Linked DNA regions of Mus musculus: region 2 is linked to region 1. A link is a contact called in public HiChIP or PLAC-seq data. All regions are on one chromosome and are shown on one strand. Each heading gives the region's core, a stretch centred on a gene start, on an enhancer-like site or on the middle of the called end of the contact. The rest is flanking DNA. Distances are from core to core; before and after follow the strand shown.

The links. HiChIP or PLAC-seq counts read pairs in DNA pulled down with a chosen protein or histone mark.
Region 2: a contact with region 1 is called in an H3K4me3 HiChIP or PLAC-seq map of embryonic basal ganglia, with 2.2 times the contacts expected there. The contact joins two enhancer-like sites. A contact is called at or near these places in 1 of 15 datasets of contacts at CTCF or cohesin (the NIH/3T3 cell line) and 1 of 115 datasets of contacts at active chromatin or transcription factors (embryonic basal ganglia).

What each region holds. Positions count from the first base shown.
Region 1 is chr4:32,271,569-32,277,380 of GRCm38.p6, forward strand. It overlaps a transcript of Bach2 not described here. Among named protein-coding and RNA genes, the nearest start is that of n-TGccc3, 44 kb to the left of the region's middle. Within about 2 kb of position 3,508, at least 12 of the 459 cell types and tissues checked have an H3K27ac peak or open chromatin away from gene starts, as enhancers often do. A contact at or near this core is called in embryonic basal ganglia, where this site is marked.
Region 2 is chr4:32,485,644-32,491,557 of GRCm38.p6, forward strand. All of the region lies in intron 1 of Bach2 (BTB and CNC homology, basic leucine zipper transcription factor 2), which reads left to right. Among named protein-coding and RNA genes, the nearest start is that of Bach2, 71 kb to the left of the region's middle. Within about 2 kb of position 1,363, at least 54 of the 459 cell types and tissues checked have an H3K27ac peak or open chromatin away from gene starts, as enhancers often do. A contact at or near this core is called in embryonic basal ganglia, where this site is marked.

The sequences.
Region 1 (5,812 bases), core at 2,258-4,757:
ACAGTTGCTTTTGTATCCTGCCACACTGCTGAAAGTGTTGGTCATTTCTAGACCTTTTCTGGTGGAAGTCTTGGGGTCCCTTATGGTAACAGGTCACCTCTGAATAGGGTAAGTTGACTTGTTCCTTTTCTACTTTTATCCCTTGAATTTACTTCTCTGGCCTTACTGTTCTAGCTAGGGCTTCAGACACAGTTTGGAAAAGGAGTGGGGGTGGGGGGTAGCCTCATTCCTGATTTGAGTGGGATTTCTTTGAGTTTTTCTCCATTTAGGATAGTGTTTCTCAATCTGTGGGTTGTGATCCCATTGTGGGTTGCATATCAGATATCTTACATGTCAGATATTTATGTTATGATTTATGATTATCAAAATTGTAATTATGAAGTAGCAATGAAATAATTTTATGGTTGGAAGGGGTGACCACATCATGAGGAAAGGATTGCAGTGTTAGGGTGAGAGCCACTGACTTAGGACAGTATACTGGCTGTGGTTATGTCCTGTGTAGCCTTTGTTATATTATACTGTGCACCTTCCAGTCCTTTTCTCTCCAGGACTTTGATTATAGAAGCATTTTGAATTTAGTTAAAGGGCTTTCCTTTATCTGTTAAGTTGGTCATGCAGTTTTTGTCACTGAGGCCATTCATGTGATTTACTGCATTGATTGACTTATGTATGTTGAACCCTTCCCTTATCTCTGGGATGAAGCCCACTTGTTCCTGGTGGATGATCTATTTGCCGTATCTCTGTATTTAAGTTGCAAGCATTTTTATTGAGAATCTGCACATCTGTGTTTCTTTAAGGATGATGGCCTCCAGTTTCTTTTGTTGTGTCTTTGCTGAGGTTTTGGGAGTCTAGAGTAATACCTGCTTCATAGGAAGCCAGGAGTGCTCCTTCCGTTTTGTTCGGTTATTTGAAAATAATAATTTTAAGAAAAGTCTTTAAGAAGAATTGGATGTAGATTTTCTTTGAAAGTTTGGTAGAGTTCTCTGTGGCTCCATCTGGGCCTGGGCTGGTTCACTATCTCCATCACTATCTCCATCACCGTCAAGACCTCGAGGAGAAGGAAGAGGATGTTATTACTGTTTCAGTAACCTTGTTATGGGCCTGTGGAAGTCGTTGACCTTTTCTTAGTTTAACTTTGGTGGTTTGAACAAATTTAAAAAGTTATCAATTTCTTTTAGGTTTTCCAACTTAGTGGGGTATAAGTTTGTTTTTGTTTTATTTTTTAAAAAAGCCCTTCTAATATTCTGAATTTCTTTGGTATCTCTTGAAATTTTCTCCTGTTTATCTCAGACTCTGTTTAAGTTGGGTCTCCTCATTTCTTTCTGTCGTTTAATTGGCCTAATGGCCTGTTGATCCTCTTTACTTGTTCAGAGGGCCAGCTCTTACATCCATTGAGTCTCTGTATTGTTCTCTTTGTTTCTATTTAACTCATCTCTTCTCTGATTTCTATTATTTCTTGCTGTCTACTGGGTTTGGGGTTGTTTTCTTCTTGTTTTTCTAAATTCTTGAGTTGCATCATTAAATCATTTATTTGTGCTCTTTCTGATTTTTTTTTTTTAATGTAGGCACTTAGAGCTATAAATTTCCCTCATACAACGGCTTTTAACATGCTCCAGGGGTTTTGTTGTGTTTTGCTTTTAATTTTATTTAATTCTGCAGAAATTTTTACTTTTTTTTTTTTTTTACTTCTTCTTTGACCTATTCATTATTCAGTCGTGTGTCATCATTTAAGATCCATGAGTTTGTGTAATTGCTAGAGATTCCCTTCTGTTGATTTTAAGTTTTATTTCATTGTGGCCAAATAGGATACAAAGAAGTATTTCACTGTTTCTTTCTTTGTTTTGTGTCCCTGAATGTGGTCTAGAGCGACTCCATGGAGTGAATAATCAAACGTACATTTCATAGTGTTGGGTTGGAGTGGTCTCTAGATAATCTGTTAGGTCCATTTGATATACAATGTCATTTAATTCTGTTGTTTATTTCTTTATTTATTTATTTCTTTATTTCTTTATTTATTTATTTTTGTCCAGACAGCCTGTGCACTACGGAAAGTGGGGTATTGAAATCACCTACTAGTGCTGAGATGGGGCGAGTTTGCATCATGAAATCTAGTGGTACAACTTTTTATGAGATTGGATGCATGGGCGATTGTGCATGTATGTCTAGTGTGCAATGTCTTCATGGTTAACTGTTCCCTTCATTACAATGACGTATCCTTTCTCTCTTCTGGTAAGTTTAGTTTGGAATCTGTTTTGTCAACTAATAGGATAGAAATGCCTGTTTGTTTCCTGGTTCTGTTTGCTTGAATCCTTTTTCTTACCCTTTCGCTCTAAGGTGAGTTTCTAGATGCTTTGGTAGTGAGCTGGGCTGAATCGTCTCTCCAGCCCTCAATGACTTTTTTACAGACACCAAAAGTTGGATTTTATTTCTTGATTCATTCAGCTAAACTGTGCCTTTTGATGTGGGATTAAAGGTATTAATGGAAAGTGCACCTCGATTGATGTTATTCTTTTCATTTGTGTTCTCAGTCCTATTTTGTGTTTCTTTAATCATGGACTTGTTTACTTTCTGTGGACTCTTGGCTATACTTATTCCTCTCCAGTCTGACGCAGTACCTTCAGTATTCTCTGTAGGGGTGGCTTGGTGAACATGGATCCTTCTAGCCTATTTATACCATGGGAAGTTTTTCTTTCATCTTTTATTATAGCAGATCGTTTTTCTGGATAAAGTCTTTGGGGTTGGTGTGTGTGATCATTTAGAGCTCCGGGATCTTCTGGCCTTTAGTTTTCATTGAGAAGTCAGCTGCTATGCTGACGGGTTTTCCTGTATATGTGCTGTATGCTTTTCCCTTGCAGCTTTAAGTGGCCTCTCTTCTTTCTGGATATTCTGTGCTCTCCTGCTGTGGGAGGCTGGGAGAGGCTGCGTTTTTGGTCCTATCTGTTACATGCCTTATGTGCTTCTTGTGTCTGTACAGATGTGTCTTTCCTCAACTGGGGCAGTTTTCTTCTGTGGATCTGAAGATAGAGTTTCTGCCATTGCCCTGGGAGCCTCCTTCTTCTGTATCCATAATTTATGGATTTTTTCATGGTGTCCCATGTTTCCAGAATGATTAAATTTTTTTCGAGTGTTTCCTCTATTTTCAAGACATGATAGTCTGACCCTACTTGATCCAGTCTACTGACGAGGCTTCCCCCCAGATTTTCTACTTGAGTTATTGTTTTTCAATTCTATCCTCATTTCAGATTGATTTTCTTTAGTTATCTAAATAATTTTCATTAGAAAATAGATCTCTAGTACCAGTGGGTTGACCAAGGTCATATTGTCTCCACCTATTGTACTGTGTGTGTTTTGGTGACATGACCTGGTCATATGACATGACTTCTCCTTTTGGTTGTCTCATATGAGATTCTAGTCTGGCTTTGTTGAGTGGAAGTTAGCCATCACAAGGCTAGGCTGATACACAGGCTGAGCTGGGTCGCCAAGTATGGAGGTGACATGGGTCAATGTGATTCTAAGGCCATCTGCTGGCTGGGTATACAAATTATCTGACCCCAGCTAATGGGAGTGGATTGATGGTGTGGGCAGATGAAGTTCTGAGGAACTCTCTCGGCAGGGCAAGTGCATAGGCCAGGCAAACATAGCTGAGCCTCGGCATCTGAGGGCGGTGCACGTGTGTGAGGTTCTGAGGGACTCACCAGACTGGGGTGCTGCGTGAACTGCCCACACTGAATAACATGAACAAATCCTCATGACCATGGAGAGCCTGTAGCAGACAGAATGAAGTTCAGTTTGGAAGGAAAGCCTTGTGTGGCCACAAATCATATGAAAAATATAGAACAACACAAAACCTAAGAAAGTGCAAAAAGCCTCTCGTGGATTGTTGCATCTCCCACTATCCTAGAGAAATCCTTTGTCCTATATATGGGGAAGTATACAGGGGACATGCTGGGTGCTGGAGTGTCAGCCCCTCTGAGGTTGGAAAAGTCAACAGTTTGAAATTCCCCATCTTCACAGTCTTGACATATTAATGGATTCAAATGGAAACCTCGGATGGTTATATGGAGTCTATGTTATATAAATCCTCAGGAGACTACTTAGAGCTTGAACTATAATAGCTCCTTAGGTTATCTAAAAATGTATGCAAAATACATGTAAATGGAAGATAATGAACTGACAGGAGGCTTCGCACACAGCTAGACTCTGTTAGATTGTTCTTGCCTGCCTATAATAAACCCTCTAGGATGTTGGGTTTGGTGGCACGGTTTATTATTGTTGTTGTTGTTGTTACATTTGTGATTGTAGTTGTTTATTGTTCAACAATGAGGACATAGTTCTAAAATACAGGTTGAGCACCTTTATGCCAGAGCCTTTAACTATTCCAGAATTTGAAACTGGCATAGTACTGCCAGTGGGAAGTTCCGTACTTGACACCGTGTGTCAGGTTACAGTCAAAATGCAATTAAGCCAGAAATACTGTATAAAATTGATCTTCAGGTTGTGGGTATAAGATATGCATGGAACAAGAATGGTTTTTCTTTTGTTGCTTCAACTAGGTCCCTTTTTTAAGATAAAGAGACGGATGGATGGATATATAGGTAGATAGATAGATAGATATGCAAGTAACTCATCCCCAATTTTAGAAATCGCAAATCCAAAATACTGTGATGGGGGCTATAGAATGAGCTCAGCACTTAAGAGCAAATCCTGCTCTTGCAGAGGCCCTGAGTGTGGATCCCAGCATCCATGTTGGGTGACCCACAAATGCTTGTAAGCCCAGTGTCTTCTTCTGGCCTCCTCAGGCTCCTATACACATGCAGCACCCGCAGACTTAGACATATAGATAAAAATAAATCATATATACTACAACAACAAATAAGACCATATACCTGATCAGCTCAGGCACTTCACATAAAGCAGTGGTTCTCAACCTGCCTGATACTGCACCCCTTTAAGACAGTCTCTCATGTTATTGTGACCCCCAACTGTAAAGTAATTTCATTGCTACTGTAATGTTCCGTTGTTATGAACTGTAAGTATCTGGTATGCAGGTCGTGTGGAAGTCACTACCCACAGGTAGAGAACCAGTGGAGGGAACCATCAACTTGAGTAAGATACAGATTCAAAATATAGCCTACAGATATGAAGTATGAGGTCGTGCCTTTTTTCCTGTCTTGAACTCTTCACTTTTTGGATGAAATGATCAGTTCAGATGACAAAGCTACACTCCTTAAATAAAAAGTAGTTTTTCCCTAGTTGTTTATCCCCCGTTCCCTTGTTTCCCATAGAAGGCTCACTTACTCATTACAGTAGCCCTCCTCTTTGCTCTTTCCAGATTAATTAATTGAAGGAGCACCAAGAGATAACATTGCTCCCCATGAACTTTTAACTAAAGCCGCACATGGTGGGGCGGTGACTAGCCTGGCCTTGAGAAGATGATTTGGTTAGCCCTTTGTGGCCCCATACTTAGCCTATACCTGATTTGTAAGCTGTCAGAGCATGGTGGGCAGACTGAATAGAACCTCAGACATTTAAACACAGCTAATGTTTGGGCCCATTCCTGATCCTGTAAAAAGCTATCAGAAGTTGTTTCCAGCATCCATAGCATTTGTTTTATAGCCATGTGGTTTTTGGATCATTATTTTAATGATCATAATTTCAATACAAACCTGTTGGGTTATATTTGCTGGCCTTTGCATTGTAGAGTGTGACTTGACTGTCTAGGAGAGGTGAATGACCCCTGCAGAAAAGCAGCCCGTTTTCAGATTGCTCCAAATTTTATTTTTAAGGGAAGAAATAAAAGAAAACTAAGATG
Region 2 (5,914 bases), core at 113-2,612, 210 kb after region 1:
AAATATGAAAAGTTAGAATGAGTCGCCATTTTCTCATTGGATACTTTGGAGTTTAGATCTTTTTTTTTTTTTAATTTTCATCTGTGCAAATGAATAAATGAAACAACCACCACAGATGCAGAGCTTCTCGTGACTGCTCTGTGTTCAAATCTGGGTGTACTTCTCAACTGTGAAAGTAAAAAAAACCATTGTCGCAAAGGTGCTAGTGAATCCAAGTTCCTCCTGAAAGGTCAAGGAAAATGGACTTTTATACTGAACTAGGAAACCTTTGAGAACTCTGAAGGACTTGATGATACAATTGCAATAGCTCCAGTCTTAGCAGTGCCCTTAAATTTCAGTTCCCTTGGCGCTAAGCAGGAGGCAGACAGATGGGGGCTTTGAGGAAGTAAATCAGAGAAACCTTTTAGCTGATCCACGCCAGGCCCTCCCTCTAGCTCTCTAAGGCACTAGGGACATTAAGCACTCAATGTTTGCATTAGGAAAGACTGAAGCTTTCTACTTTCAGTGAGAAGTTTGATGTGCTTAGAAAGAGTTTGCAGACCACACTAACACCGACTCTGACTCCGTTTGAATAGCTCTCTGCACTCACGAGTCTCTATAGACATGCTAACTTCCTCCTCTAAAAACTAACTCTTACGAATTTATAGTAAATAACTTTTTAAATGCTTGATAAGAGCAGAAATTCACTCGGCAATTACTAAATAATTTAGCATCTGATTCACAGAAGTGTTTACTTAATGCACTGTTTCTGGGAGCGGTGTGGGGCGCACCGAGTGAAGTGGTTTATAATTTACTCCTTTTCTTCACCCGCAAGGCATATTAATTTTTTTTCATCCCAAGCATTCTAGACATGACAGGTTGTCTGTAAAATTTAACATTCTACTTTTTTTGTGAATTGCCGCTTTTCTGATTCCCCACTGTGGATTTTTTAACTTTGTGAATTATACTTTTAACAGAGGAACTGTTAGACACTTCACTATCTGAATATGATTCAGTAATGAATGAAGAGCGGGTGAGCTCACAAGTGAGTCTGCATTCATTAATACGGCATGCTTGACTGAGAAGAGTGTGGCCTCCGTAGCTGCTTTTGAGGGGATGAGCATGCTATGATAATATAGTAGTAATTAGCTTCTCCTGCCGAACCATATGAGGAAATGATTGGGGTGTGTGTGTTGTGCACATGTGCAGCTGGGGTTTTTGGCATGCAAGAAGAATGAGATCAGCCAAAACCCAAACCAGAGCCTTTGGAAAGCTCCCTCACAATCTGACTTCAGCTAATGTCTACATACTTTAACACATTGTCTACTGCTTAGGGTAAAGCCTGGCTGTCAGACTCCTGCGTGCTATTCTGGGATCCCTGCTCCGCGCGCGCACTGTGAAGTGTTTCATTCTTAGATCCTGTGATCCCTGCTGCTTTGTTGCATTAGGTGGCAAGCGTTGCTTAATTAACATTAGGAACGAACGAAGGAGAAATAGAAAGCAGGGTGCTCGCTCCTGCAAGGGAGGAAGAGCCGAAGGCAGATGAGAGTTCACAGAACACACGTGATGAGGCCGGATGAAAGGGCTGCAGGAATAGGGTGCCATTGTGCTTGAAGAGACCCGGGGAGGGGTGGATACAGTCAGACATGTAAAGAACAAGAGAAAGCCAATTGGACAACTACAGCAGAAAGAACTATCCAAGAATCAGGTAACAGCATCCAGAAAAGTCACTAAATAAAGGTCTAGCAATCGTTTCCTAATAATGGATTTCAGGGTTTGCCTTGTGTGCGGGTTAGCTTTTATGTCAGCCTGACACAGGCTACAGTCCTTTTGGAAGAAAATACCTCAATTGAGAAAATGTCCCCATCAGACTGCCCTGTGAGCGAGCCTGTGAGGCATTTTCTTCATTGATGAGATGTGGATAGGCCCATCCTTCATGGGTAGAGAGACCCCTGAATGGGTGATCCCAGGTGCTATAATAAAGCAGGCTGAGCAAGCCATAAGGACCAAGCCAGTAAGTACCACCCCTCCATGGCCTCTGCATCAGCTCCTGCTTCTAGGTTCCTGTCCTGACCTTTTCTCAGTGATAAACTGATGTGGAAATACAATTGAGATAAGCCCTTTCTTCCTTGAGCTGCTTTCTTCTCGGTGTTTTATCGCAGCAATGACTAAGACACCTACCATGTGGAAGACCCTGGGTTCATTCCCCAGCACCACCCAAAATAGATTTCAGTTTCTACTGTTTGCTGAACAGAATTAATATTGTTTAAATGTCTTCAAATCTTAATTGATGGCTTAGCCAGAAGAGCAGATATCCTTGCGAATGTGACTTTTATAACATTCTTGGCCAACTGAGACTCCATATATGGCCCTATCCTCTCTTTTCAAAAGCCAGTTCTCTTAGGAAAAGGCTGGGTCCTCGAGACTCTCCCTTATTCCCCAGCTGTCTGGGAGCTCTGCAGCCTTGCCTGAATCCTGGAATATGGTAATCCAGTCTCTGCCTTGTTTTGCCAACTATTAACTTCCTCGTGGGACATGATTCTTGTCCTCCTCTCCAAAGTGGTTAGGACCTCAGTCAGGTCTCAGTGGAATCTCAGCTGAATTTCCCTGGTGACATATCTGCAGTTCATATTTGCTTGCTCAGGCGATGTTCCCAGAACGGACCCTCCAGGTTAAGGTGAAGCCACCAACAGCGTGACTTCTCCATGTTGCTCCCAGAAGCCCTTCACACTTGGGTCCCCATGTCCTACAAGGAACTTAGTTCAAGAAAGTTACTGCCCTATCAAGGAATATCGGGGTGCATCCTGACAGGAGTTCCTAATTTGGGCTCTGCAGAGCAGGAGACTGGAATCCTGCTTTCTCCCCCAACCCTAGAGAAACCTTTGTACATTGTCTACTTCATTTCTTAGAACCACCTCTTCAGAGACAACTTTTTATTTGATGCAACTTCTGCGACAATTAAACTGCACTCATAAATTGTCTTCAAAGGGCCTAATTAAGATAATTTCTGTCAACTAGAAGGTAACAACCCACCCTCTAAATCACTTGGGTCAATTTCCCTCACAGCCTCCTGAGGGTTTTAGAGCTGTGAGATCCCAGCTGGACTTGTGGTCCTTGCTTCACATTTTGTGATCCTGGATTCAGATACAAAGTGAAGCAGCAGTTTGTCCACATCCACAGAGCGGGTCAGTGCCACAGCCGAAGCAGAGGCCACTGCTCTCTCCGCCGCACCTCAGTTTCATTGCTCTCTGGGCTATCAACCCTTCCATATTTCACTTCATTTATGGCCTTGTGTTCTTCAAAGCAAAACTCTGTCTCAGTACAGTTACAATGATAATAGATTGCCCATAAGAATATTTGAAAAATGGCACACTTTATTAATCCCTTCTTCTGATGACGTTAGTGTGTCAGCCATCTATTTTTTTAGAACATTAGTTGCTCAACCAGGTTTTCAGTGTTGCCTGGTACATATGAACTGTTACATTTTTTTAACTCAATACATTGTGTAGACTAATAGAAAAATCAAATGTGATAGGACCAGAGGTAATAATTTGAGAGTGGAGAAGTCAGGATTGAGACTGTATGGTAGACACAAAAATTCTGGAAACATTCCAAGGAAGTGGAGGCTAATTAGAAGACAATAGAGAGGCTCAGCAGCTAAGAACACTTGCTGCTCTTAAGAGAGGACCTGAGTTTGATTCCCAGCACCCATGACAGTGGTGCATAACTGCATGTTACTCTAACTCCAGGAGTTCCAATGCCCCTTTCCTGTTCTCTGTGGGTACCTGCATTTGTGTGCAAATGTCTTAGTTAGGGTTTCAATTGATGCAACAAAACCACCAAGACCAAAAAGCAAGTTGGGGAGGAAAAGGATCATTTAGTTTACACTTTCACGCTGTAGTCCATCTTCAAAGGAAGTTAGGATATGAACTCAAACAGGACAGGTACCTGGAGACAGGACCATGGAGGGGTGCTGCTTACTGGCTGGCTGGCTGTGGCTTGCTCGGCCTGCTTTCTTACAGAACCCAGAGTCACCAGCACAGGGATGGCACCACCACAATAGGCTGGACCCTCCCCCATCAATTACTAAAGGAAATGCCCTACATCTGGATCTTATGGAGGCATTTTCTCAATTGACCTTCCCTCCTTTCAGATAACTCTAGCTTGTATCAAGTTGACATAAAAGTAGCCAGGATACCATATGCAGGAATACACACATATACATAATTTAAAATAAAATAAATCTTTTTCAAAGAAAGGCAGTTTAAAAAAAAAAAAAGAACTTGCGTTCTTTAACTCAGTAATAAAGAATTTACTAGCAATTTTCTAGAGCTAGACACCAAGAGACCTTGACTTTATTCCATGTCTTAGGACTGTTTTGTATGAATTGTGTCAGTTATAATGTTATTCTTCGGATTTCACAGATTGTAGATAAACAACTTTACAAATACTTCGTTTTTATTTGAATGCCAAAGAACTAATGTGTTTTCCTCACAAAAACTTTTTGTAATTAGATTCTGAAAAAAACACCACTTATAGCAGAGCATAGTTTACACTGTACTGTTAGCAGTGTGGTACGTTTTGCTTGTAAAGTACTAGAGAAATCATAACTAATAAATTGAGTGCCGCTGAGATGGCTGGAGTGGGGAGGTCAGGGTGCTTCCCTTGGCCACCCTGGAGAGGACTGGCACCTGTTAGTTGTCCTCTGACCTCCACTGTAAGCAATGGCACATTCTCTCGCACACATGCACACACACAATAAACAAATGTTTAAAACCTCTCTTAAAAAATAAATTCAGATATTTTGCTTCTAGCCAAACTTGAGCAATGAGTATTTTTTTTTTGCATGTAAAATATGTTTTATTGTTCTTCAAAAGGGTTCAGGGTTTGGTTGTAAATCAGGCTGCACACCTTCCGTCAGTCTAACCTCTCTCACAAGTCAAACTGGCTTCAGTTAGCAATACTTCATTAAATCCAAAAGAAAAAGAGTTTTAATTTTGAGGGGAGGAAAAAAAAAGTCCAGTTCTGAGAACAATTAACATTATTAGGGTTGCTTTATTCTCCTTCACACACCCTTCTCCCCAGAACCAAGAATGACACTATCTCAGGCAGGCTGATGCTGGTGGACACCTGCATGTGCAGACCCCATGGGAGCTATTGTGCTCATGAACAAATACACACACACACACCAAAATTCTAGCATGTCAAGTGGAAAAGGTTTAAGTGGTATTGATCAAAACCCTTGAGGAGTCAACAGTTAACCTAACTTTTAGGTAAGAAGTTTGATCTTGAGTCTTTGTGAAAGAAGCATCTATTGCCATGCTCTGAAGTAAAAATTTCTGGATTATATCATCATCATCATTTTTCAACTTTAACATTCTAGGAACAGTGTCAAAAGCATTATTTTTCATTTTCTGGGATGAGGCAGGAAGGTATTTGCATTTAGTTAAAAATCAAAACAATAGCATCAACAGTAAGCAGGCAACTCAGAAAGCCACCAACATCTGGGTATTATTAATGAGATGTCATCCATCCTACTGGCTTGACAACACCCAGCAGTGAGTATTTTATTTACACTTCCACCTGAATAACTACTAAGATAAAGTATGAAGTAAGGCTTTTGAATACCTTCGAGGCCTGAGCACATAGCTTAGTTGGCAAGTAAATGGCATGTGGGTGATAAGACCTGAGCTTGATCTGCGGAACCTGTGTTAAACGCTCTGTGATGGCTGCAGATGCGGTTCAGCTGGGAAACAGCTCTGCTGACCAGCACGTACAGAACATTAGGCTTGGTTCCTGCGCTACGTAAAATTAGGTGTGGCATCGAGTGCCTGTAATCCAAGCACTTGGCAGGCCAGGGCAGAAGGAGCAAAAGCCTGTTATATATACATAAGAGAATTAACCAAAAAAGGCAACCAAGGTGGTCCATGCTTGT